Linked DNA regions of Capra hircus: region 1 is linked to region 2. A link is a contact called in public Hi-C data. All regions are on one chromosome and are shown on one strand. The core of a region is the stretch at or near the end of the contact, and the rest is flanking DNA. Distances in the headings are between cores, read along the strand shown.

Evidence for each region. A called contact is a pair of places that touch in the nucleus more often than the background predicts.
Region 1: a Hi-C map of blood shows a contact between it and region 2, with 4 times the contacts expected there. The contact joins the promoter of MYCL here to the enhancer-like site in region 2. A contact is called at or near these places in 4 of 5 Hi-C or Micro-C datasets (blood and liver).

What each region holds. Positions count from the first base shown.
Region 1 is chr3:14,617,766-14,623,946 of ARS1.2, reverse strand. MYCL (protein L-Myc) reads left to right here and starts at 2,681. Exons shown (of 3, transcript XM_018042224.1): 1 at 2,681-2,881; 2 at 3,241-3,745. The coding sequence starts at 2,801.
Region 2 is chr3:14,539,396-14,545,439 of ARS1.2, reverse strand. No RefSeq gene overlaps it. Among named protein-coding and RNA genes, the nearest start is that of BMP8B, 24 kb to the right of the region's middle. Within about 2 kb of position 2,684, at least 2 of the 5 cell types and tissues checked have an H3K27ac peak or open chromatin away from gene starts, as enhancers often do.

The DNA.
Region 1 (6,181 bases), core at 1,432-3,931, 79 kb before region 2:
CATGAGCCACAAGAGAGTTTGTGTGCTGAAACCAGGAACCAAAACAGTCAAATAATTAAATAACATAACATAATTGTTTCTTAAAAAGGAAATAAAATTTAAAATTGCAGAAAAACTGAATTTTTTCAGTTTTTGAATTCATGAATTCATCACCATCCTAGGTCCAGACATCACTCAGAAGCCAGAGCTGTTAGCCCTAAAAGCAGCAGCATCTCTGCAGAACAGACGCACATTAACCAGGCTCAGGAGAGTAATATTTCAAATCAGACGCCAATTCATTAAGTTATACGGGGAAGCAGGGCTTTGAAGCAGACTGGATCTTCTTGTTCACTGATGAGTGCATTCTCTCCCTGTGGGCGGATCTACATAGGGAACAGTGGTTTTCAGCAGGTTGCTTGGTGATCCAGAGCACAAGTGAAGTGGGGAGGGGGCGGTGAATTGGGTGGTTTCAAAGAATGATGTTTCCATATCCCTTGTTCCTGGACCAGCATCTTTGTCCCCAGACAGGGCTAGGATGACACTCTGGTGATTGCTTCTTGATCTCTGTTTTGTTGACTGTCCAGACTCTTTCTTACTAGCACCTCCTCTTTAGTTGTATCAGTACCTTTATTCAGGTTACAGTCTAGACTGAGCCTGACAGTGATTCTGTCTCCAGTAGGTAGACTGGCACATTTCTACGTTAAAGCATTAGAGACTTGTCTCCAAACAGGCAACACATTTACAAAGCACGTCCGACGTGTCAGGCTCTGTTCTAAACTCTGGAGTTGCAGCAGTCAACAAGGCTGACATCTGACCTAGCCCTCAGTGAGCTTACAGTCTGGTGAGGAAAACAAAGTATGCAATGTGAAGGAGCAGTCTAACTCTCAGAAGACAACTTAATTTACGTTATTCTAGTTCTTGAGGTGAGGACACATCCTGGTTGTCTCCAGAAATCACCTACTACAATGAACCATGGGGAGGGGCTGTTGAGCAATGAATCTCATCTTGACAGAGAAAGAAGATCCATTTCTCAAGCACATATTCCCAAGCCTCCCGTGGATTCTATGCCCCAAATCTTCCCAGTAAAATGATTTTCTGCTTAAATGTATCTGTCGTTTGTAACCAAGAACTCCGACTAGTATAGCAACCATTTCACATATCTGTAGACCAGAGAACAAGTTCCCCAAAGACAAATCCAACCCCTCTGCCTCAGGACTGCAACCAACCTGGAACCTCTCTGATCTGTGACTTCCATTCAGCACAAAGCAGGACACACAGGCTCTCTCAATAAAATCTGGTTGGCTGAGTCACTTAGTAAGTTCAATCACAAGCTGTTCTATGTACTTAAATTGCAAAGCTAGTAAGAACTAGTTGCTGCCTTCAAAGATGTCCACATGCACCTTCAAGCTAACATATGCAAAACAGAGGCTGTCGTCTTTCTTTCCTTTTCTGCCAACTTGTATATCAACTCGTGTTTAGTGTCTCATGCTCCAGCCACACTGAGCTGCTTGCACATCTCACATCCCTCTGCTGGGGTTTCATCAGCGAGTAGTTTGGTGTTCTTAGACCACAGCGGTGGGAGAGAAAGACAGCAGGTAATCGGGCTGCTGCTTGTAGACCAGACCTTGAAGGCCAGTTAGAGCATTCTAGATGTATTGGCTGCTATCCCAGGTTACTTTCCTTGGTCTGAATAGAATACCCCATAGTTTAGCTTTTCCTCTTCTACTGAAGGAAGTCTGCGTAGAAGAGGATACAAGGTTTATATGTCCATCATCTTGGCCAGAGATACAGCTACAATCCAGATTCTCATTTTACAGATAAGTAAATAGAGGCTTAAAAGGACTTGACTGTAGAGCTAGCAAGTAGCAAAACAAAGGCTTGAATGAAGTTTCCAGACTCCAAACTCCCATTCTTTCCTGTATTAGGACAGCTGATACAGAATGTTTTGTGTGTGGTTTGAGGGAGGGGAATCGCCTTGATCTGTTTTTTGGGGAAAATTCTCCTTATCACCCATACCAGAAGCTAAATTTGTTCTGCTTGCCTCTCCTGGCCTAGTTCCCTTCCCTAGATACTGTCTTCTTAAACCCTCACAACAGTTCTGTGAGGTATTACCATCCCTTCATTTTATAGATGAGACTGAAGCTCAGAAAGTTTAAATTTCAGGCTCCGGAATCTTCACCACCTTGCTTCGCTGAGGTCCGTCCAGGTTTGGGAACACCAAGCTGATGAAGCGGGGCCAAACGGTGAGGAAGACAGTGCCGGGGACCGGGCTGGGGTTTAAGGCTGATGACCACCAGGTGGCGCGGTCGAGGTGCGGCTGCCCCCTACTACCCTCTCGCGGGCCAGACGTACCAAAACTAAACGGGGCGAGTTCGGGGAAGTAGGCTCGCGGAGCAGGGAGTAGTTTTCCTGAACCCAGAGTATGCAAGGAGCTCCGTTCTCGCTCAGCCTCCAGAGGACCTCCCGAGCCTCTCTAAAGAGTTACGACCCCACCGAGCGACCGCCGGGCCGCATCAGCCCGCCGCCAGCTCCGCGCTCCGCACTCCGCACTGTGCAGTTCATTTGGTGGGCCTGGGACTCCACAGCCCCCACCTGTCGACCGAGGAGGCGGGGCGTGGGCGGGGCTGGTCCCGTAGGGCCCGCCCCCTGTCCCTGAGCCGCGGGCGCGCGACGAGATATAAGGCAGCCTGGAAACAATGCGCCTGCACCTCGCGCTCCCGCGCCGCTCCCGGGAGCGTCCGGGCCGCCGTGCGCGAGCGAGGGCGGGAGCGCGCGCTGGGAGGCTAGCGCTTGTGTGCGGGCCTCGCACTCGGTGGCGCGCATGTGCAAGTGTGCGGGCTGCTTCGCTGCCCCGAGCGGGCGGGGAGCCGGTCCGCTCCAGGTGGCCGGTGGCGGGAGCGAGGTGAGGCTGCGGGCAGCCTGGGAACGGGCGCGGGTCCCGGGAGGCGGGCTGCAGGCTGCCTTCTGGGCACAGCGCGCCCCCGCCCGACCCGGCCGGGCCCTCGGAGCTGCGCTCCGGGCGGCGCTGGCAAAGTTTGCTTTGAACTCGCTCCCTGCAGCCTAGTCCGCGCGCTGTGAGCAGCTTCCCCAGGCACGCTGACCTGGGTCCGGGCTGCCCGGGACGCTAGGGAAGGGCGCGGGCTCCAAGCCGTGAGGTTGGAGACGTACGAGAGCCTGGCAGCCAGCTGTACTGGGGGGCCGGGGGACGCTTCCCTCCCTGGGCCCGCACCTGGGTCAGCACATCCCCCTTCCCTCCCGCAGGGAGCGGACATGGACTTCGACTCGTACCAGCACTATTTCTACGACTATGACTGCGGAGAGGATTTCTACCGCTCCACGGCGCCCAGCGAGGACATCTGGAAGAAATTCGAGCTGGTGCCGTCGCCCCCCACGTCGCCGCCCTGGAGCTCCGGTCCCGGCGACGGAGACGCGGGCCCCGGAATTGGTCCTCCGGAGCCGTGGCCCGGAGGGGGCGCCGGGGACGATGCAGAATCCCGGGGTCACTCGAAAGCTTGGGGCAGGAACTACGCTTCCATCATCCGCCGAGACTGTATGTGGAGCGGCTTTTCGGCCCGGGAACGGCTGGAGAGAGCGGTGAGCGACCGGCTTGTCGCTGGCGCGCCCCGGGGGAACCCGCCCAAGGCGCCCGCCGCCCCGGACTGCGCTCCCAGCCTCGAAGCCGGCAACCCGGCGCCCGCTGCCCCCTGTCCGCTGGGCGAGCCCAAGACCCAGGCCTGCTCGGGGTCCGAGAGCCCAAGCGACTCGGGTAAGGACCGCCCCGGGTCATCCAAGAGGGGGCACCCCATGGGTGGCCAAACCTCTGCCGCTGAGGTCAGGCACTGGGTCTGCGCAAGCCCTTCCGCCACCTCCCTCTTCCTCTGGCTGAAGCTGCCGGTGTAGCCCCCAGCGGTGTCTGTCTGGCACGTGGGAGTGTTAGTAAACAGTTTGAAGAAGTGGCGTGGGAGCCAGCGTCCCTTTGATGATGATTGGAGCCCCAGGGGACAAGGGAGACAGGGTGAGGCTTGGCACTTAGGGAGAACAATACGGGGATTGGACCGCAGGGGATTTATGCCCTCCGAAGGCTGGAAAGGGTCCCTTAAGGGTCACTCCAGACTTGAATTTTTTTGTTGCTGTCTCTTTCTCTGGGAAACTCACTCCCCTGGGGAGAGAAGCTGAGAAGCCTTTTGTGCAAAGCCAAAGCCTTCATCCTTTAAAAAACCTGGTCTCCTGCCTGCTTTATTTTAAAATGACAATAATGGCTCCTCCTCCATCCCCACCTCTTACCACGTATTCATCCTCACATCACCCCTGAGACAGTAATGGAGGAATGACTGCTCCCCATTAACAGATGGAAAAACCGAGGCTTAGAAATAGGAAATCGCCAGAAGTGAACGCCAGCTTCCTGCCATCCAGCCAGCTTCTTTTGCTCAGTCCTCCATCCCAACCAGGCACTTCTCTGATGTTTAGAGGAACTTACTGGTTATCTTATCTGAGAAGTGGTACATCTTGCCATTTTGCTCTGGCCTGTGGTGAAGTGTTCCTCTAGGAACAGTTCATCTGAGGGCTTTCAGCTGCTTCATTTGTATTCAACAAATGTTCACTGGCCTCTACTTTGTGCTAAGCTCTGGGGTTAGTGCTGGGGGTCACAAATATGGAGCTCCAGGCTCCCCTTCCCCATCGTTGAATGCAAGTGTACATCTCACTGAGCACAGCCTGCTGCATCTCTGCCACCAGACTGTGTCATTCTTAGCCTAACCTCTTCTTCGAGGTGCCCATGAGAAATACTGGGGAGGGTGTTTTATAGTTTGCACACTGAGGCTTGTGTCAGATAAATCAGGACTGAAAACTCAAGTAGCTTTTAAGAATAATTAAAAAAAAAATTTACATGACCATTTAGAGGGAACTGGGGAATGGGTATGGAGGTTCTCATACATTTAAGGGTGAACATAAGGAAGGAAACACAATGAAAAGTCAAAAAAATTTTTTTTCTGGTTCACTATGTTAAGGTCATTTTTAACCTGCCTGCTTTTTACACCAAGACCTTCTGTTTGTTTAATGGCTGGAATGGGAACTTTGAGATCAAGAAACCAATAAAGATGTATCTCTACAAAAGCTGATATGGTAGAGTGGAAAGTGCATTGTTTCGGGAATCTGGAGATCTTAGTTTTAGATCCAGAATGTTATAAAGGTGCTGTGTGGACTTGGCTGACCTGGCTCTCAGTTTCTCCCTTTGCATGTTAGCGAGTTTGACCTGATCATCCAGCTGAGGACATGTCCTTGTCTGGGTAGAGTTAGACATGCTCTCTGAAAAGGAGAATGGTGTCTCACATAATTTTTTTCTTAGGCAGAACCTTCCCCAGCTATGGGGCTTAACCCTGAAGTATTAAAGGTTTGGGATGTGGGGAAGTCTCCTGTATCATTTTCTAACCTGCCCTTTACCCTGAACCTGTTTGCAAGCTCCTGGTTCACTCACAGGCCACATGGCCCAGAACAAAATGCAACAGATTGCAAACAATGAGGGGGGTGGGGAGAGTGACTGACGGCAAAGCTCAGCCAATAGGGGCTCGGGGCTGAGTAAGACCGCATTCCAAACTCCGCTCAGCCAGCCAATCACAGGTCTCGGGGCCAGGAGGGCTGAATGGTCAGGTTTTATTAATGGAGAAATAATGCGATTGTCCACACAATGGAAGCCTTCCTGACAAAGGGGCTCAAGCTTCGTGATTTGCGAAAGAGGCTGAGAACTGAGCTCTTCTGTTGTCAGGCTGAAATGCATGAAGGTGGCCTTCTCTGTGGGGGCTGCAAAACAGTGAGGAGCAGTAACGTTCTCCCCTAATTGTCCCTCTCCTGGTTGGGGTAAGCTGAGATCTTGGAGTAAGGGAAAGATAGAGGCATGTCCAGGTGTTGCTAGTGTTTTGGCCCCTGTATCAAGACATTCTCTTGCCGCTCAATTCCTGACCCCCTAGCACAAGTAGCTTGGAAATGGTCTTTTGTACCTCCGTGAAGTTCCTGCGGCTTCTGCTGACCTGTGATTACAAATCCAATCCTCTTCTGGTCCAGGGAAGTGGGTGGGGCAGGCGACCTATAAATGATGGGTGACTTTAGAAACCCACTGAACCCAGGAGCAAAATGCTCCTAAGGGAAACCCTTTCCCTCCCCTCTGTGGGTGAGGAGGGATGGGTTGTAGCCCTCCCTTCTCTGACTC
Region 2 (6,044 bases), core at 1,435-3,934:
TCCCAGGCCTCGGCTCCCACTTGTTTTGCAGGAAGAGCCGGCTTTGGTGTTTGCTGTGTTTTTATGATATGTGACTTTCACCCCATGCACTTTGTATTCAGAGTTTGAATGTTTGGTTTAACTCATGGGAAACTCCACTGAGTTATTTTTGTCCCTGTCAGAAACACTGGTTCTGTCCCCAGCTGCCCCGAGGTGCACCGGCTCGGGCATTACACTGTGTCTCTAGTGGGCTAGTGCATCCGACGGAGCTCACGCAGGTGTGGCGCCAGAGCTCACCTGCTTGGACTTCTGTCCTGTGCACTGCCCTGCAAGGCCCTGGCAGCTGTGAGGCTGCCTGTGCCACCAGAGGTGACACACTGGGCACCTCTTGGGAGGAGTCAGGTTTGCCTCTGCCATCTGGCCTAAGTCTGCCACCCAGTCCAAAGAGGGATATGAGGAGTTTGGGGGGAAATGGATACATGTATATGCATGGCTGCGTCCCTTGGCTGTCCACCTGAAACCATCACAACATTGTTCATCGGCAGTTGTTGTTTAGCCAACTCTTTGGCAGCCCCTTGGAGAGGAGCACAGTCAGTGTCAAGAGGCTGCCCAGCGGCTGGGTCAGGCTGTGCTGGGACAGTCAAGCCCACGTCGGTCACCATCCACGGCGCTCTGCATCCGCCCTGCCATCACCCGTGCTGAGGAACACAATGCCCGTTCTGCTCCTCACTTGCCGGTGAAGCCCTTCTCTTAACGGCTGCCTGCTGTTGCCCTGGAATCAATCACCCAGCAGGAGGTTGGGGCCCACCCATGCCATGCCCCAACCAACCCATTTCCTGTGGACACTCATTTTCCACAACAGCTCAGGAACCTTATAAGCCTCATAAAATGAAAAGGGTGGGATCCTGTCACTGAGTATCAGAGGTGTAGGACAGTCTTCAGAACAGACACTAAGGCTGTGACCTATTTCCCATGGCTACACGCCAAGCCAGAGAGAGCCCCTGGGAAGGAGCAAGAGCTGAGTTGGAGTCATCACTGTACCCCTAACACATGGGTGGTGCTTGGTAGACGTTTATTATGTTGAAAGAATGAATGAAAATCACAGCCTAGCAAGGAAGACAGATCCACAAGCACATCATTATAGTACAACCCAAGCGCTGAGATAAAAGAGAGTGGAAGAGGAAAGGGGTCCAGAGACATAGTGATTTCCCGAGGCTGTACCAGGACCGCAGCCCAGGTTTCTCATGCTCCCTGCTCCGGAGCACAACGGGGGCAGGTGGGTGCTCTAGGGGGCGTCAGCCCGCCTGTGCTGCCGTCTCTGGGCCTGGCTGCAGCTGCTGGGCTCTGGGTGCACGACCCAGACTAGGAAATGGGTTCTCCCTGCCCTGCTTTTGCTGTTGGGCTTCAGATACGCCAGTCCATTTCTGAGCTCATCTGCCCTGAGAACCGAGAGCTGGTCACGTTTGGCCATGTGTTTTAGGAAATAGACAGTGAGGCCCAGAGAGGAAGAGAAGCTTGCTCTCCTCTCCATGTTTCCCCCACCACACCCCTCCCCCCCAATATTTATTTATTTATTTAGCTTCTTTGGGTCTTAATTGTGGCATGTGGGCTCTTCGTTCAGTCATGCAGGATCTTTCATGGAAGTGCACAGACTCGGTAGCTGTGGCGTGCGGGATTAGTTGCCCCACTGCGTATGGGATCTTAGTTCCTCAACCAGGGATCGAACCCACATCACCTGCATTGCAAGGTGGTTCTTAACCACTGGACCACCAGGGAAGTCCCCTGCCCCATGGCTTTAAGGATCCTGACCTTGTTCCCTTGAGGCCTGGCTGCCCGCTACCCTTGGGTTCCTTGAGACATCTCTGAAGACTTGTATTAAATTCTTCTCTTTTATTCAACTTGGCTGAGCGGTTTCTGTTCTGTGCAGCTGAGAGTCTGGGCTAACATTTACCTCACTGATGCCCCATCATGCTCTCAGTAAACACTTCCACACCTCGCACCCTGCCCCACACTTTGGTCTGAGAGCTTTACATGTAATAACTTGCTAAATCCTCATAACATTTCTCTGAGGTAGGTAGCACTGTCCTCTCTCATTCTCAGATGTGGAGACTGAGGCACAAAGGGGGAGTAACTGCCCTGCTCACACAGCTAGGAGGTGGTGGAGCTGGGATTCACTCACATCCAGGCAGAGCCCACGCCCAACATTGCACTTTTACCATATTTTGTTGAGCTGAAGTTTGTATTTTTAGACATCTTTAATGCATTCTCTTGGAAGAATTTCGTTCGAAATGCTAACCACCACCAGGAGCCCTGAGTCCTAAATGACGCTGGTTGGGGCCGAGAGTCCAGACCGCTCTCTCTGCCCCCCAGGCCCTGCCTCTCCTTTGCCGGGCCTGGCAGAGGAAGCGCGGGAAGGAGCTGCCAGGCCAGGGCTTGGCGGCAAAACTGCTTGTGCGCGGGAGGCCAGAGCCACGCCCTGGCACCTGGCAGGCAGCCCGGCCCCACCGTTGAGAAAATACCTGGAACAAAGGAATCCTCCCGCCACGACTGGCCGCCTCTCCTGTGCCTGCAGCACCCAGGCTGAGGAATCTGACCTCCGGGCCAGCCCAGGCCAGGTCCTTACATGGCCTCAGGAGGCCCAGCCGGGAATACCTGCCTGGCTCTCTGCAGTGGGCATCCCATGGGGAGCTCTTCCTCTCACCCCATTTCCACCCAGGGGCCCTTTGGGGCTGCCTGGACTTCCAGTTACTGCCACTCTGCCCCAAGGTGTCTTCAGAGGGTCCCAGGAGAGTGAAAGGTAGAGGACTCTGGACACCCCCCTCAGGGTAGTGGCGTGGTTCTTGGGGGACATATCTTGGGCAAAGCTGGAAGCTCCTCAGAGGGGAGGTCCAGCCTCCTGAGGGGTAGCCAGCTGATGTCCCATTCCTTCTCCTTTCTCCCCTCCTTCCTGTGAGCAAGATTTCAGGAGCATGAATCTGGGCAAGAGACCACCTCACCACAGCTCTTTCGTTCAGAAAACCCAGGAGCCCCAGGTTCAGCTCCCAGCCCTAGCCAGCAGCGCACCTTTCCCCACCCCGTGCCCTAGTGACTGCTGTCATCCGGGCCGCTGAAGCCCGAGTGGTGCTTCTGATGGTTCAGAAAAGGAAGCTGCTTTCTCCAGGTGGACCCAGCCTTCCTCCAGGGCCCCCAGCTGTGCCAAGTGGAGCAGGGCATGGAGCTGGACTTCAACCCCCACTTGCTTCTTGTTTCTGTGTGTGCAGATCCAAGCTGCAGTGTCTTATAAAGAGCAACAAGGCCTGGGAGGAAAATCCCCAACCGTGACCCTCGGCCCCTGATTCCCAGGCCAAACCCTGTTCCCCTGACCTGGATATTCCCTGGGCTGGATGAAGGAAGGCCATTCCAGAGGTGGTCCCTCTTCATGGGCCTGAACCAGCTCTAGACAGCAGGGCAAGACTCAGGAGAGGTTCCCTAGAAAAAGCTCCCAACACCACTGAGAGAAGCCTTCTCCCAGGCAGCGCCTGGTTCTGGTCCCTCTTGTGCTCCTAACTGGCTCTGCCACCTGGGTCGGTCACTATCCCTCCCTCACCCAGTTTATCCTATCGTAACATGAGAAACGGGGGGTCAGATCCCTGATACCAAGATCTCTCACCAGAAAGAAAGGCTGGAAGTTCAGGCAAACATGGAGCCTGTGTCCGGATGTCTGGCTTCTCTCTGCCCCCTGGTGGACACAAGCAGCCTAGCACCCAGGGGGAAACGTGCTATGTGCCAAATCACTTCAGTCCTGTTCCACTCTTTGCGACCCCATGAACAGGTATGACCTAACTCAAATGCCTTATGATTATATAGTGGAAGTGAAAAATAGATTCAAGGGATTAGATCTGATAGACAGAGCGCCTGAAGAGCTATGGATGGAGGTTCACGACATTGTACAGGAGACAGGGCTCAAGACCATCCCCAAGAAAAAGAAATGCAAAAAAGCAAAATGGCTGTCTGAGGAGGCCTTACAAGTAGCTGACAAAAGAAGAGAAGTGAAAAGCAAAGGAGAAAAGGAAAGATATACCCATTTGAATGCAGAGTTCCAAAGAATAGCAAGGAGATAAGAAAGCCTTCCTCAGCAATCAATGCACAAAGAAATAGAGGAAAACAATAGAATGGGAAAGACTAGAGATCTCTTCAAGAAAATCAGAGATATCAAAGGAATATTTCCTGCAAAGATGGGCACAATAAAGGACAGAAATGGTCTGGACCTAACAGAAGCAGAAGATATTAAGAAGAGGTGGCAAGAATACACACAAAAACTATACAAAAAAGATTTTCATGACCCAGCTAATCATGATGGTGTGATCACTCACCTAGAGCCAGACATCCTGGAATGGGAAGTCAAGTGGGCCTTAGGAAGCATCATTACCAACAAAGCTAGTGGAGGTGATGGAATTCCAGTTGAGCTCTTTCAAATCCTAAAAGATGATGCTGTGAAAGTGCTGCACTCAATATGCCAGCAAATTTGGAAAACTCAGCAGTGGACATAGGACTGAAAAAGGTCAGTTTTCATTCCAGTCTCAAAGAAAGGCAATGCCAAAGAATGCTCAAACTACTGCACAATTACACTCATCTTACACGCTAGTAAAGCTCAAAATTCTCCAAGCCAGGCTTTAACAGTATGTGAACTGTGAAATTCCAGATGTTCAAGCTGGTGTTAGAAAAGGCAGAGGAACCAGAGATAAAATTGCCAAAATCCGCTGGATCATTGAAAAAGCAAGAGAGTTCCAGAAAAACATCTGTTTCTGCTTTATTGACTATGCCAAAGCCTTTGTGTGGATCACAATAAACTGTGAAAAATTCTGAAAGAGATGGGAATACCAGACCACCTGACTTGCCTCTTGAGAAACCTGTATGCAGGTCAGGAAGCAACAATTAGAACTGGACATGGAGCAACAGACTGGTTCCAAACAGGAAAAGGAGTACGTCAAGGCTGTATATTGTCACCCTGCTTATTGTACATCATGAGAAACAGTGGGCTGGATGAAGCACAAGCTGGACTCAAGATTCCCGGGACAAATATCAATAACCTCAGATATGCAGATGACACCACCCTTATGGCAGAAAGCGAAGAACTAGAGCCTCTTGATGAAAGTGAAAATGGAGAGTGAAAAAGTTGGCTTAAAACTCAACATTCAGAAAACTAAGATCATGGCATCTGGCCCCATCACATCATGGCAAATAGATGGGGAAACAGTGGAAATAATGACAGACTTTATTTTGGGGGGCTCCAAAATCACTGCAGATGGTGATTGCAGCCATGAAATTAAAAGACACTTGCTCTTTGGAAGGAAAGTTATGACTAACCTAGACAGCATATTAAAAAGCAGAGACATTACTTTGTCAACAAAGGTCCGTCTAGTCAAAGCTCTGATTTTTCCAGTCGTCATGTATGGATGTGAGAGCTGGATTGTAAAGAAAGCTGAGTGCCGAAGAATTGATTCTTTTGAACTGTGGTGTTGGAGAAGACTCTTGAGAGTCCCTTGGATTGCAAGGAGATCCAACATGTCAATCCTAAAGGAAATCAGTCTTAAATATTCATTGGAAGGACTGATGCTAAAGCTGAAACTCCAATACTCTGACCACCTGATGTGAAGAACTGACTCATTGGAAAAGATCCTGATGCTGGGAAAGACTGAAGGTGGGAGAAGGGGATGACAGAGGATGAGATGGTTGGATGGCATCACCGACTCAATGGACATGAGTTTGGGTAGGCTCTGGGAGCTGGTGATGGACAGAGAGGCCTGGTGTGCTGAAGTCCATGGTGTCGCAAAGAGTCAGACACGACTGAGTGGCTGAAATGAACTGAATGTAGCAGATGTAAGAGATGCCAGCTCGATCCCTGGCTGGGAAGATCCCCGGAGGAGGAGATGGCACCCCACTCCAGGATTCATGCCTGGAGAATCCCATGGACGGGGGAGCCTGATGGGCTACAGTCCATGGGGTCGCAAAGAGTCGGACACGACTGAAGTGTCTTAGCCCACGCCCTACAAGTAGTCCATTTTATTAGCTTTTTATGTATCCTT